2 separate regions of the Anas platyrhynchos genome follow, and region 2 is linked to region 1. The links are chromatin contacts, called in public Hi-C maps. All regions are on one chromosome and are shown on one strand. The core of a region is the stretch at or near the end of the contact, and the rest is flanking DNA. Distances in the headings are between cores, read along the strand shown. Region 1 overlaps VPS4B (vacuolar protein sorting 4 homolog B). Region 2 holds the start of BCL2 (BCL2 apoptosis regulator).

Evidence for each region. Hi-C and Micro-C count contacts between places; a contact is called where the count stands out from the background.
Region 2: a Hi-C map of liver shows a contact between it and region 1, with 3 times the contacts expected there. The contact joins the promoter of BCL2 here to the enhancer-like site in region 1. A contact is called at or near these places in 2 of 8 Hi-C or Micro-C datasets (liver and subcutaneous adipose tissue).

Annotation. Positions count from the first base shown.
Region 1 is chr2:79,597,246-79,603,870 of IASCAAS_PekinDuck_T2T, reverse strand. It overlaps VPS4B (vacuolar protein sorting 4 homolog B), which reads right to left. Exons shown (of 11, transcript XM_038174902.2): 5 at 5,232-5,351; 6 at 4,825-4,981; 7 at 3,350-3,498; 8 at 3,099-3,180; 9 at 1,380-1,599. Among named protein-coding and RNA genes, the nearest start is that of VPS4B, 9.2 kb to the right of the region's middle. Within about 2 kb of position 3,065, at least 3 of the 8 cell types and tissues checked have an H3K27ac peak or open chromatin away from gene starts, as enhancers often do.
Region 2 is chr2:79,643,272-79,649,896 of IASCAAS_PekinDuck_T2T, reverse strand. BCL2 (BCL2 apoptosis regulator) reads right to left here and starts at 4,297. Exons shown (of 2, transcript XM_038173909.2): 1 at 1,927-4,297. The coding sequence starts at 2,511.

The DNA.
Region 1 (6,625 bases), core at 1,816-4,315:
ACAACCTATTGGTCAGAAATGTCATTGTCATTTAAAGTCAATAAATAATGGATAAATACTTCAGGCATCTCTACTGAAAGGAAGGAATCAGCCAGAAAATCCCTGATACATCAAAATATTTGCCTTTATTTTTAAACAAATACCATTTATGGCAGCGCTACTGCTTCAAAATAATGTTTCAAAATGTTCTTTGTATTTAAAACTAGGAAAAGACTCTCAACCTTAAAGTTGTACCTTAAAGGGTACATTCTGGGGGGCATTTTAAGGGGCAACAAAATGATGACTTCCCTTTATTGAATCAAAAACCTCTGCAGAATACCTTAACCCACCTTCACCTGCAATACACAAATTTCTGTTAAATTAAACTTTGCAGTAAAAGTATAAACAAAAATACTTTTAGCTTGGGTCTCTTAAAAACCAAGAAGTTCAAAAAAAACATTTAATACGTTTTTGTTTTTGGAATTCTGTTTATAACCATTGATAACCTTAACGCATTTTTTTTGCCTCCATTGAAAGCATAATAGTTTAGAAACAATTTAAGCAACACTCGTGCAAATTCTCCGGGGAGAAGAAAATATTGCACAGATTCAATGGATTTAAATTTATCTTAAGAACTCTAGAGGGTTCTTAGTCAGATGAAATTTCTGGGATCCAAACATTTAGAAGAAATGTTTACGTTAGTAGCATGTAATACGTAGACATCACTGCAAGATAAGCCAAACATATGTATGGTTTCAACATCCTTGTTAGAGAGCAGCTAAATAAGCGTAAGCTAACTTTCACATTACACCAGCATCCCGAAGGTGTTCCATTGTTTGGGCAGCACATAACCTTGCTCAGCTGTCCTGCATCTTTACTACTGTCCCAAGTAACATTAGGTTAAGATTCCAGTAAAAACAGTCACCTTAGTTTTTCAGTCTGAAGGACATTCCAAGCAAGCAGAATGTGCATAACTATAATTCATCTGTTTCCATATTGACAAGGAATACATTTATCAACACAAACACTACAAAAACATGAAGAACCATGTAATTTGATACAAAAAAAAAAAAAAGAGCACCTCTGTAACGCTCCATTTGAAGTTAACTTCAAACTGAATGCTTTTAACCTTTTAACACTAGCTAGAGATGTGAAGAGTCAGAGCTTGGATTGCACAGAACAAGCACCTAGAAACCAGCTGCATCAGACTTACGGCAGAACTTGTGTAAAAATGAAAGGAGGTGATATCCATGCACACTCTTAAAAAATAAAAGGACAGTGTATAAACATTCATAAGCATTCAGTATTACCCAAACCAAACTCGGTTTGCTTGCGAGAGATTTTCAGATCAAGATAATTTTAAGTCAAAATAGCATGAAAGTTTGGTGATTCATACTTACTTTTTTAAAGTGAGTAGCTGATTGTACTATTCGAACAGGCTGCATCAGTGCATCGCGTACAATGATGCTTATATCTGCACCAGAATAGCCCTCCGTTCTTTTTCCAAGCTCTCGATAATCTGCTTCTGTTAGGCGATTTGGAGTTGACCCAAGGTGAAGTTTGAACATTGAAGCCCTGGCATGCTGTTCAGGTAAAGGAATATAAATACGCTTCTCAAACCTGGTTTCAAAAAGAAAAAACAGAACACTCCACAGACGCTGGCTCATGCAGGTGCACAATGGAAAGAAGCTTATGCAAATCAGCATGTAGTTTGTTCCTAAGTGAAACTGCTTCTTTCTAATATTGTATTATACACCATTAAAAAAAACAATCAAAGGCAAATATTCAACAAGCTAGTCTCATAAATAATACTGTAGCCATCATAAGCCAACATCTAAAATACAACAAGTATTTCATTTTCAGGACAAAGATCACCACTTCAGATTGTATTTTCTCCAGGTTCTCTTCAGCTAATTTTGTGTTTTAAAAGAAAAAACAACACTGAAGACTTTTTTTTTCCTTCTGTGAAGTGCATTTGAGCAGTTTTCACCATTGCAGAAAGAACTGCCTCATAACACGTTGACAAAACCACTTTCTATCTTTTCTAACTTCTTAGAAGAGAGCTTTGTAGTTGGAAACGAATTTGAAGTCCTGCTCTCAACAGGGCCATCGGTAGAAACTGTTGGTATCTGCAGTTCTTCCTTTGTAGCAGCATCTGTTCTCACAGTAGAGATTACCTCCCACCAACAAAATGAGAATCTCAATTCTGTAGAACACAATTAACTTGCTACACATGACAAACTGGGCCAAGACCAAGACACATTAGTTGTTACTGCCACGTTGTACAAGTTCCTTTGAGTTTTACAGACAAAACTTAGATACTCCTTCACACTGCAAAGTACAACCTGAAATTTCAGGTAACACATCCATTTCTGTATATGTCTATACAACTATAGCCAAATAGGATGGAAGCGACCTCTGGAGGCCACCTGGTCTAAATTCCCAAAGCACAGTCAGCTTGAATTCAGTATATAAGTAAGAGTCAATGGCACTGTCACAAAAAGCAATGTTTCTTTAGCCTACAAAAATGACCATTGTCCAAGTTGTGTCCTCATCACAACATAACCATACTCGTAATTGCATTTATCCTCTGCTGCTCTGCAGCTGAAAGATCCAGCTCATCAGATACATGTACAAAAGCTTCTTAACTCAAGAAAAGAAGTGAAAACACACTCCGAAAGATCACACAAATTGTGTGTGACCAGTACTAAAGCTTGGTAGTTCTGCATAACATAAAATTACATTTCCCTGAAATTACTCAAGCTATTCAATAGCTTACTACAACTGAAACGGGCAGCTTTGCCCCCTGTATCCCTTCTGAGCAGCATGTTTTGTATCTTGTCCCCCTTGCCAACCACGAAATCAAACAGCAGTGAAATAGAATAGCCTTCTGCTTGCCCAAGCAGAATTAGCTGACCGAGATATGAAATAACCTACAAGGTAAATACAAGGGTGAACAATCCACCTCTTAAGTGGCAAGGGGCTATTGATTCAGTCCAGTCGTGTCTGAGAACATTAGCCATGCCTGCAAGCATTAACGAGATTACTGCCTCAAATAGCCTTGTGCTGAACCTTCACAACAGTTGCATATTTCACACCATAACAGAGCGCCATCGTACCTTCTCCTGATAGCAGAATCCAAAACCCAGGGTATGTTTGTTGCTCCTAAGACCAATATTCCTTCATTGTCGACACCAACCCCTATATGAGGGCAGAAACCATTTCACCATTTAGAAGATAAACAAAGACTGTTTTAAAACATTGTCAGGATTTAATGGGGTGGAAATGCAGATTTCTTTAGTGTTCTCATGCCAGCTGTACTTAAAATACACACCTTAATTCCTTTGATTCTGAAAACCAGCAACCTTACCTTGCATCTGGACTAGAAACTCTGTTTTAATCCGTCTGGCAGCCTCGCTTTCATTTTCACTTCTTGACCCACATAGTGAATCTATCTCATCAATGAAGATAATGGAAGGTTTGTTTTCTCTGGCAAGCTGGAACAAGTTTTTCACTAATCTTAAAAAGGAAACAGCCGCAGTTATCTTAATGTAAACACCATCAAAACCACACAACTTAGGATTATGACAGTTACTTTGTTTAGAAAAAGCTAAAAAAAAGTAGACCCCTGAAATGCATTGATAAAGCTACTCAAAGACACAACATTCTTCCAGCTCCAAGAACTCTGCATTATGTGGAGGGAAATACCACAATATATAGGGAAGTGAAGCATCTTAGAGTACTCCATGTGTGATTTTGCAGGCAAACCCTGCTAAGTTTTACCCTTCTGCAAGACAGATTTAACTATATAAAACCACCAATTTAGAAAGAATCAAAGCAAGATGGCTTTGTCTTATTTAAGATTTGTAACCGAATCTGATTTCCTCTAGAGATTTTTGAAGAAATATGTACATTCTTATAGTTTTTTTTTTTTTTTAAATAATATTACAGAAGAAGTCAGTTTGCCTAAAAAAGCTGAGATGAATCTTACCAACATAGTATACTAAGTTAAAAAGGAAAATAAATAGCAACATGCTGGACAATTCTTCATATCACTGACACTAATAACTTTGGGAAACAGTCCCAGCCTGAAGAGAAACCAGTAGTCTTTATTTTGACTTTGACTTCAACATCAAACAGAAAAAATGGCAAGTTGGACTCCATTTTTTTTAACCCTATCTCAATTCACGGAAGCCTCATGAGAACCCTAGATGGACAAGTTCCTGCACTTCTAGATTGCAACAGATTATCACTTCAGGCCTCCTGGTCTTGTTCACATGCCACATAGTAACAAACGAAGTCAGCATGAGGAAAGAAAATATCATGGCTGCTCCTCACTTGCAAAAATAGTTTGGAGGTGAGGAGCAGCTGTGAAGTTTTCTTCCTTCATGCTAAATTCATTTGTCTTCCAGGTTTTGTTTAAAATCAGAATGAAGGAAAATCACCTCCATACAGACAAAGCAATACCATGTGTTAGCCACAAAGCCATTGAGACAGATGAGTGGGGAGGTGACAAAAGTACCCCAAAATTTCAGACTGATGCAGTGCACTATCACAGCTGAGTTCAGGAGGGGTTGAGATCTCCATAGTGCTCCTGACATCTTTCTGAAATAGTTTTAAAAACCCTCTTGAGCACTGAGGAGCAGTCCAGCTGCAGCGGCACAGAACGCAGCACATGATGATATATTTAACTGACACTGCAGCAGGAAGCACAGACAAAACATAAGTTTGTTTTAACAAGATACATGACCCTTCCCTCAAATTTAATTTCTTTAGAGTGTCTTATCTAGCTCTGTAATACTAATTTCTTCTTGCCAGTATTTCTCTGGACCTCTGGCAACTTACTTTTCGCTCTCTCCTAACCACTTTGAGACCAAGTCAGAGGAAGATACCGAGAAGAAAGTTGAGTTGTTGGCTTCTGTCGCAACAGCCTTTGCTAAATAAGACTTCCCTGTTCCTGGTGGTCCAAACAGAAGAATCCCTCTCCAGGGTGTTCTCTTTCCTGCAAGAAAGAAACCATAATTCATCAAAAAAACAAAAAATAGGTTTGTATCAAAAACAAACCTATTTTTCTGACGAATCCTCCCTAATTTGTTAGGTTTTCTATATCTACCTAAGAAACTCCTGTCAGTCACACCACTAAGAGCTCAGCTGGAGTTATTGATAAATCAGCATAACGTTCTTCTCACACTGCTGCCACTCCCAACTTCAACAGTAGCATTAGAATAAGAAATAAATGCTGTAATCCTGACCTGTAAACAAGTGTGGAAATTTAATGGGCAAGATCACTGCTTCTTTAAGAGCTTCTTTGGCACCTTCAAGGCCTGCAACGTCACTCCATTTTACATTTGGTCGCTCCATGACAATAGCACCTGTCAGAAAAGATTATATAAATTAGCAATGCACATTGTTCACCGCTTCCATTTGAAAAAAATGCCCATTTTGTTCGTAACGAACAAAATCAAACCATTTCTAAGTAGATTTAGAGAGTAAATAGTGTTAGTCAAATGGACGCTATTCCACAGAGGTTTGTCACATTGTTTTACCCCAATAAACCATCGATAACTAGAATACTTGAGAGAGTGAGAAGTTCTGCAATGCCCAAAGCTAGTTTGTGACTGACCAGAAAAAAGGCATTTAGTATTCACAGAGCAGTATCTTCACTAAGGGGACTGAGACAGCATCTCTCACTGAAGCCCAGCATTGTACTTTCCAAAAAATTTGAAGTTTCATTGTAAACAAGGAGAGAAATCATGTAGTTGCATGAGCCCAGCACTTGTAAGATCCTCTGGCAGATAAAGTAACTTGTTGGTTACTTAGATGTGCAATACATAGTCTGAACATCCACTGCATAAGCCTTTTAAAAGCTAGGGGCTGAAAGCATCAGAAAGGTTACTTTTTCTACAGCTTAGCAGGCTCCACGTTCCTTCCACGTCTAGCCACGTTCTCTAAGTTTATCAACAAGTCTTATCTCAATCAACAAGTTGTAATTTGATTTTAGCCAACTGACATGTGATTTAGCCTCCTCTTCAGGCTTCGAATTAATTAGTCTGATCTCAAAAATGTTTTGTCTCCACTACTGCTAGATGGAACAGCTTGAATGTGAACTAGTAATAATAGATTTTGAAATCCTAGTCAAGGCAAATCCAAAGGGTAAGAAAAATCTTCCCAGTTGAACGAATGCCAACCAACCCGATACTTTCAAACACACTGAAGTTTCAGCTGCCCCATTTCTATACCAGGAATTTTCTGTAAATTCACAATTAGCTTTCACCAGTTGTTTTCTTGATACCTTAACCTTATGCCTTCAGAACTCTGTAAATTGATTTTGTTAAGGCTTTTTTTTTTTTTTCTTTTAGAGGATTGAAAAATTACTGCTACTCATCGTTAACAGATAAAGCAAATAACACTTGCTCAGTTTTTCAGCATCTCTGTTGAGATTTTTCTTTTCCCACGTCTTTTTCATGAGATTGAAAGGAACATCTTTTGTTAACAACTGGAATTATTAACAATATGAAATTTGGAGTCCAAAAAACATCATGTTGTTCACTGTGTTAAAAGCACTAGAGTACAAGTTTGCAATCAACTTCCTCTCTATACACTGGAATTCAACCACTCATTTTCAATGCAATAAATCCTTCTGCGA
Region 2 (6,625 bases), core at 3,048-5,547, 45 kb before region 1:
GCAGCAAGCCGTGGGCCCCAGCTCCACAAACGGGCTTCCAGCCTGAAGTGGGACTTACGCACAAGTTAGGCATCCCAGCCCAGAAGAGCAAGCTGGAAATCCCTAACCCTTTCGCTGCTCGTGTTTTAACCAGAGAAGCTCTCTGGCAGCCTGAACTCTTTACTGATTTTTTTTTTTTTCACCTTCCCCCCCAGTTCCACCGCAGCATCTGCTTTGGGAGAAAAACAACAGCAGCAACCCCCGGGCAGTGATCTGTGACACAGGGGATCACAGCACAGGTCTCCCTCTTCCCAAGCGTGGTCCCAACCACTAGGTGCTGGAATCACTGCCTATACATACGTGCACACGTATACACACACACGTACACACCCACACATGCCTGCCTGTGTATATACAGACAGACAGACACGCACGTGCGCGCACACATTTTTTGCTCCCCCTCCTGGCCCCACGAGCCGTGAGTTTTTTCTTTCTGGGTGGAAGCTCCAGGTCCCGCCTGGAGCGCGGCTTGCAGCCAGGGACCTGCAGCACACTCTGGGAGATTTCGGCTGAGAAGAAGGCCCCGAAGTCTTCCTCCCTTCGCTGGGGCAGCATGCTCATGTCCCCCACATCCCCAGACACTCGTGCCCTCGGCTCAGGTGGGCTCGGCAGAGGGAAGGCAATGCCTTCACGCTTTAATAGATGGTCAACGTGGGCGGCATGCCACCGAGTGTAACGCTAAGCCAGAGAGGGACCAAACGCTGAAAATGTAACGCTTTGCAAATGCTGGGCTTACAAACTGGGAAACACATGCTGTATTTTCCATTCCTTCACACACACCTCCCCCAAAGGCATGCCATGCAACCAAGTCCTCTTGCTGCCTGTGTTTCACGGGAGACCGAGCCTGGAATTACCGATCTCCTGGCCAGCACACCTCCATTTCCAGGTAACTGATGCTCGCTCTCAGCCCGTACGTAAAGTTTCTTCTTTGGTACAGCTGTTGCCTGGTCTCACCCCAACACATGAATTTCGCAAGCTTTGTATACGTTCAGCAGGTTTGGTTTGCGGGAGAGTGGCTGGGACCACATTTTGTCACAGCATGTCAATTAATACCGGAAAAAGGAAAGAAATACCCTTCCACTTCCAAATGTGGTTATTTATTTTGGAAAGAGAGAGAGAAAAAGGGAGGGTGCTTGATTGACTACGAGCGTAAAACCTGTCCATTTTCCACAAGTGGAAATCTTCCCTTTCTGGATGATGCTAAAAATCAACCTCAGCCAGAGGTGCCTTCTATCCTGGAAACATATCCGCATTTGACTTCACAACAAACACTATATTTTCCGGAACAATCCCACGGACCCGTCTCCCGGCACCTTTGTTTCGTGGTGAGACAAAGACAGACTTCTCACCCCAGAAACAATCTCTGCCACGGAGCCCTGTTCCAGCTGCCGCCGTGGCACCAGCAGTCACCTGCCCATTTGGTTGCCTCTAGCACCGTGTCCCCACACACGCGTCACCCCAACATGCAGGGATGTCCACATCCAGGACCTGCCACCCCCTGTACCCATCCCCAGCCTCTGTAACCCCTTCCCATGCTGTGCTGGAACAAGCCTTGGCCAGGACTGATGCCACTGGTGGGCGAAGGGGATGGGAAAGCGGAGCCCTCCGATGGAGAGGGCACCTTGCTTGGCCTTTCAGCACCTGAGGAGGGAGCTGCAGCTGCTCCCCCCCACTTAAAAACCAACATTGTTTCACTGCAGCCCCACCACGAGGTGACACCCGACAGCAGAGGAGCCAGCAGAAGGCCCACACCGGTGCAAAGATGCAACAGGCAAACCTCACATCCCAAGGCTTGCACCGAGGTGAGCACGCGTGGACACCCGTGAGCCCCAGAGCCACCCCAGCCACGGGCCATCGGAGCAGGAAAGCAAAGCACGGGGCACGTACCCAGCCTCCGTTGTCCTGGATCCAGTTGTGCAGGTGCCGGTTCAGGTACTCGGTCATCCAGGCGGCGATGCTGTCCACCAGGGGAGACATCTCCCGGTTGACGCTCTCCACGCACATGACGCCGCCGAACTCGAAGAAGGCCACGATCCGGCCCCAGTTCACCCCGTCTCGGAAGAGCTCCTCCACCACGGCCACGAAGCGGCCTCTGGCCGTGAAGGGCGTCAGGTGCAGCTGGCCGGACATCTGGGCGAAGTCCCGCTGGTAGCGACGGGAGAACTCGTCCCCGGCCTGGCGCAGGGCGAGGTGAACCACGGGGGGCGCGGGGCGCAGCCCCTCGCCCGGGGGCGCCTCGCTAGCAGCAGCCGAGCCGGGGGGCTCGGGGTGCGGGGACAGCAGCCCGGCGGGGCGGTGGCGGGAGGGAGTCCCAGCAGCAGCAACCGCAGCAGCAGCAGGAGCGAGAGCCGTAGGCGCGGGCGCCCTGTCCTCGCCGGCAGCCCAGTCGTATCCCCTCTGCGAGAGTTTATAGTGGATGTACTTCAGCACTATCTCCCGGTTATCGTAGCCTCTTCTCCCGGGATGAGCCATGATTTCCGAGAGGGAGCAGCAAGAGGAAGGGAGAGAGGAAGAAGAGGGGCAGGATGAACCCAAAAAAGTAAAGCAGCCAATGACAATAAATTTAATAACACCAAAAAAATTATAATCCAGTTACGGTAGCGGGCACGGTTTCATTCATGGTGACGTGGGGGAGTTCCCAGGGTCTCGGAGGTACGGTTGTCTTCTCAGTGTTGCCTCCTCGCTTTGAGATGCACGGTATAAATACGGGCTAAAAAAAAACGCTGTAAATACTCTACTTCCAGACGCACATTTATTACTTATTATAAACCTGCTTTAGAAAACACTTCCTCCTCGGTGCGGAGACACATTTTCAAAAGTATCCCACTTATTCAGAACCAGGTGCATTTTCCCCTCGGCGCCGAGCCACCGGGGACACGGAGGAGCGGGCGAACGCACACCGCCAGGGCTGCAACTCAACGCGACCTGCAAGGCAGCCTTGGACGAGCGCTAATCCGACGCCCTGCAAGCTAGAAACCTCGACACCGCTCTTTTAAGTGACACCAACTAAATTTCCTCTGTAAAGTACTTACTTGGGACTATAAATATGTTCCTCTGTCAAGTTTCCTCTAAACAAAACACCAGCAACAGCACGACCCAAACATCGCCAAGTCTTCAGAAACGTTAAGCTCCGGCCGCTTTGATGCTTCAAGTCCCCGAGGGGGTGGGAAAGGGGCAAAAAAAAAAAAAAAAACAAAAAAAATCACAAAACCAAGCTCCCTACGATTTCCAATGTTTTTTCCCAGACTCCCGTTTAAGAGGCATCTCCGGAGATCTGTCAAAGCTCAGAAAATCCCGCCTCGGAGCCCGGGGAGGCGAACAGCTCCGGAGAGACGGCAAATCCTGGAGAGCAGCTGAAGCACATCTGAGGGCAGGCTGTGGCCGAAGCGCTCCGTTTTTTCCCTCCAGTGCGCCGTAGGGGCAGATGCATTTACGTAGTTTCATTCAGACACCGATCGCAGGAGCCCGGCGCTTCCACACACACGCACACATATAAAAAAAAATAATAATGAAAAAAAAATAATAATGAAAAAAAAATAATAATGAAAAAAAAATAATAAAAATACGTATTAAAAAAAATAATAATAAAAGGAAAGGAATCAATTCTTTTTCACCAGCAGGAGCGTCGGGCGGTTTTGCTGCTTTTTTAAAAAAGGAGGCGAGCGGCTGGCGAGCGTGGCCCCGGGCAGAAATAATGCCATTTCCCCAGCCGCTTTTGTACCCGAGGAGGAAGGAGAAGGCGACGAGGGGCGCGGACGGGCCGCCACCACCACCGCCACCACCGCCGCTGGGCACCGCTGGGCACCGCTGCCCGGCCGCGCAAGGCTCCGGGCGGCTCCTCCGGGCTCCCCGCGCTGCTGCTGCTGCCGGCGGCGGCTCCGGGAGGCTCCGGGAGGCTGAGGGGGGGGGGTAAAGGAGGGGGGTGAAGGGGGAGCGGAGCGCAGCGGGGGCGGGGAGAGGCGGGGAGGAGCGGAGCCCCGTTGGGGAGGGAGGGGGTGGAAGGGGGGAGGCTCCGGCCGCCGTGGGTTGCTAGAGCTCCGCCTCACGGTTCATTCAAGAAAAGGGGGGAAGGTGGGAGGGGAAAAAAATAGGGAAAGGGAAAAAGGGTGAAAAGGAAAAAAAAATAAAAAAGGGAAAGGGGGAGAGGGCGAGCAGCCCCGCGCCGCCCGGGCCCGCCCTCCATCGCGGCGGGCGCGGGGCTGGGGCCGGCGGCGGGGCGGGGCGGTGGCCTCCTCCTCCTCCTCCTCTTCCTCCTCCTTCTCCTCCTCCTCCTCCTCCTCCTCTTCTTCCTCCTCCTCCTCCTCCTCCTCCCCCGAGGAAGCGGGCGGCGGGGGCCGGCAGCGCCGCGGGTGGCTCCGCGCCGCCCCCCCGAGGTCGCTGCGGCTGCACGGATTTGTTTCCAAAGAAGAAATTAAAATTAAAAATAAATTAAAAATTAAAAATACAAAAATACAAAATATACAAAATAGAAAAGCTAAGGGCGGTGAGGAATAAACCGAGGCGCCCCCTTCTGTAAAAGCCCCCGGGGGCTGCCCCCGCTGCAGCCCCGGCGCGCACCTGCTGCCGCTGCCCGTGGGTAAGGGGAATTTTAGGGCTTTTTGCAGGAGGGGGCGCCCCGTGCCCCCCTAAACCCGGCCCGGGGGGCTTCAGGGGGGACAGGAGGGCAAGGGGCCGAAGGGCAGGGACGAGCGGTGCCGGGCCGGGAGGAGGGGGAGAAATCCCAGGGGAAGGGGGGCGAGGAGCTGCTCAGCGCCTCCCTCTGCTGAGGAGGGAGATGCGCCAGAAGCCCGATTGATTCACCCTGCCTGGTTTTGTCTACAAGCCCACCCAAGGGTGATGGGGATGACGATCCCATTGTACGACCCCCCAGGAAAAAAAAAAACAAAAAAAAAACAAAAAAACAAAAAAAAACATATGAATTAAGCCTGGACCGGGCGTTTGCTCCGACGGGGGGTCCCTAGGGCAGGGATGCTGCCCCTTCACCCCCCTTTTCCCTCCAGTCCCCATTCCGAGGAGGACAAAGCTCTTGGGGAGGGGGCTGCCGACGAGAAGCCCCCCACCCCCAGCAGGGACGCCCCCTTTCGCTTCAGGGAGCCCCCCCTGCACCCCCGAGCCGGCACCCTGCGGCACAGCCCCGGCGGGATGCTGTTGCCACCCAGCGGCCGCCGCTGGCCCCCCAGCACTATTTTTTTTTCCTCCCTCCTGCCGGGAGAGGGAAGGAGGAGTCCCCTGTGTCCCCTGGGTCCCCTCCCGGCGTGGCCAGGTGCCTGGATGCTGGGTGGCAGCCCCCCGAAGGGAAGGCTTTGGGGATGCGTCGCTCCTGATAAGGAGGCGTGGAAAATGCCACGGGATTTGCTCAGGGCATTTCGTGTGGGGGGACGTGTGAGACCATCGAAACGAGCAGAGAACATGTGAACAGGAAAATAGTTTTAGAATTTGTAACCGATTTCTGGTAGCAACAGGTACAGCAAAACTTCAGGAGATGTTCTGTTTGGAGGGGGTTTGGTAAGGATGCTTTTTTTTTTCCCCCTACAACATCCAGCACTTTGCTATAGCAATGAGAGATCCCAGCCTTTCTGAAAGGCTAATATGACAACAGCAGTCATGACTGACAGGAAAGCTTGCTAACACCAAACACGGCTGTGACCAAGAGATGGAAACCACACGAGAAAAATCCTAGGAACTGCTTGCTTTAAACTAGGGCATTAAGGGTGAGTCATTGGGAAACAAAACTGTGCCTTGAGGAAGGACAAACCGGGTTCTGGTTTAAAAAAAAAAAAAAGGTGCATTTAAAGTCTTTTTTTTTTTTTCTTTTTTCTTATTGTGTCCAATGCATTGCAGCTGACCTGCATTTATGCCTGCAATTGAAGGGAGCGGCATCTTAAACCCAATTATAACGCCACCTGAGTGGGTGATGAGCGTGTATTCAAGTTTCACAAGTTTGCATTACAGTACCGGTTTTTGCCTTGTTTGTTTGAGCTCAGCGGGATAAAACAGCAGCTAAAAAGGCATCCAAAACGCAGGCAACATGTTTTTTGGGGGTATATAGAACAAAGCAGTGAGGGAGGCTCAGGATGTAACGAGGAACATGAAACGAACGCACAGAGTCAGCTAAGAAATCACTGCTGTGCTGTCAGGTAGCAGCATAACAGGTCGGCTACCGAACATCTGATCCTGCAGAGCCTTCTGTGCACGTCTATCTTCACGTGAGTGGGACCACTGAAGTTCATCAGATGAATAAAAAGAATCAGCTGCAGAAAAGATCGGAAGTAAATTAGGAAGACGAGCAGCAGCTCAGATGAAAGCAGCATTAAGTGGGGCAGGAGCATGGACAAGGGCTATCAGCCAGGCCCAGCAGTGTAAAGGACAGATAATTTTGGTGAGCCAGCTTCCTTGCCTGTACTTGGGCCTTTATTTCCTATTTTCTGCCTTTTTTATTTCCTATGCTCACAAGCAGGCAGGTTGCATAAAAGCAATTGCTTAAAGGGCTGCCTAAGCAGGCACAAATAAGCGGGGTGTGTGTTTGCTCCGTGTGACAGGACTCAATCCCCGGGCTGCTCCCCGTACAGCCCGTGACACCGTAAAT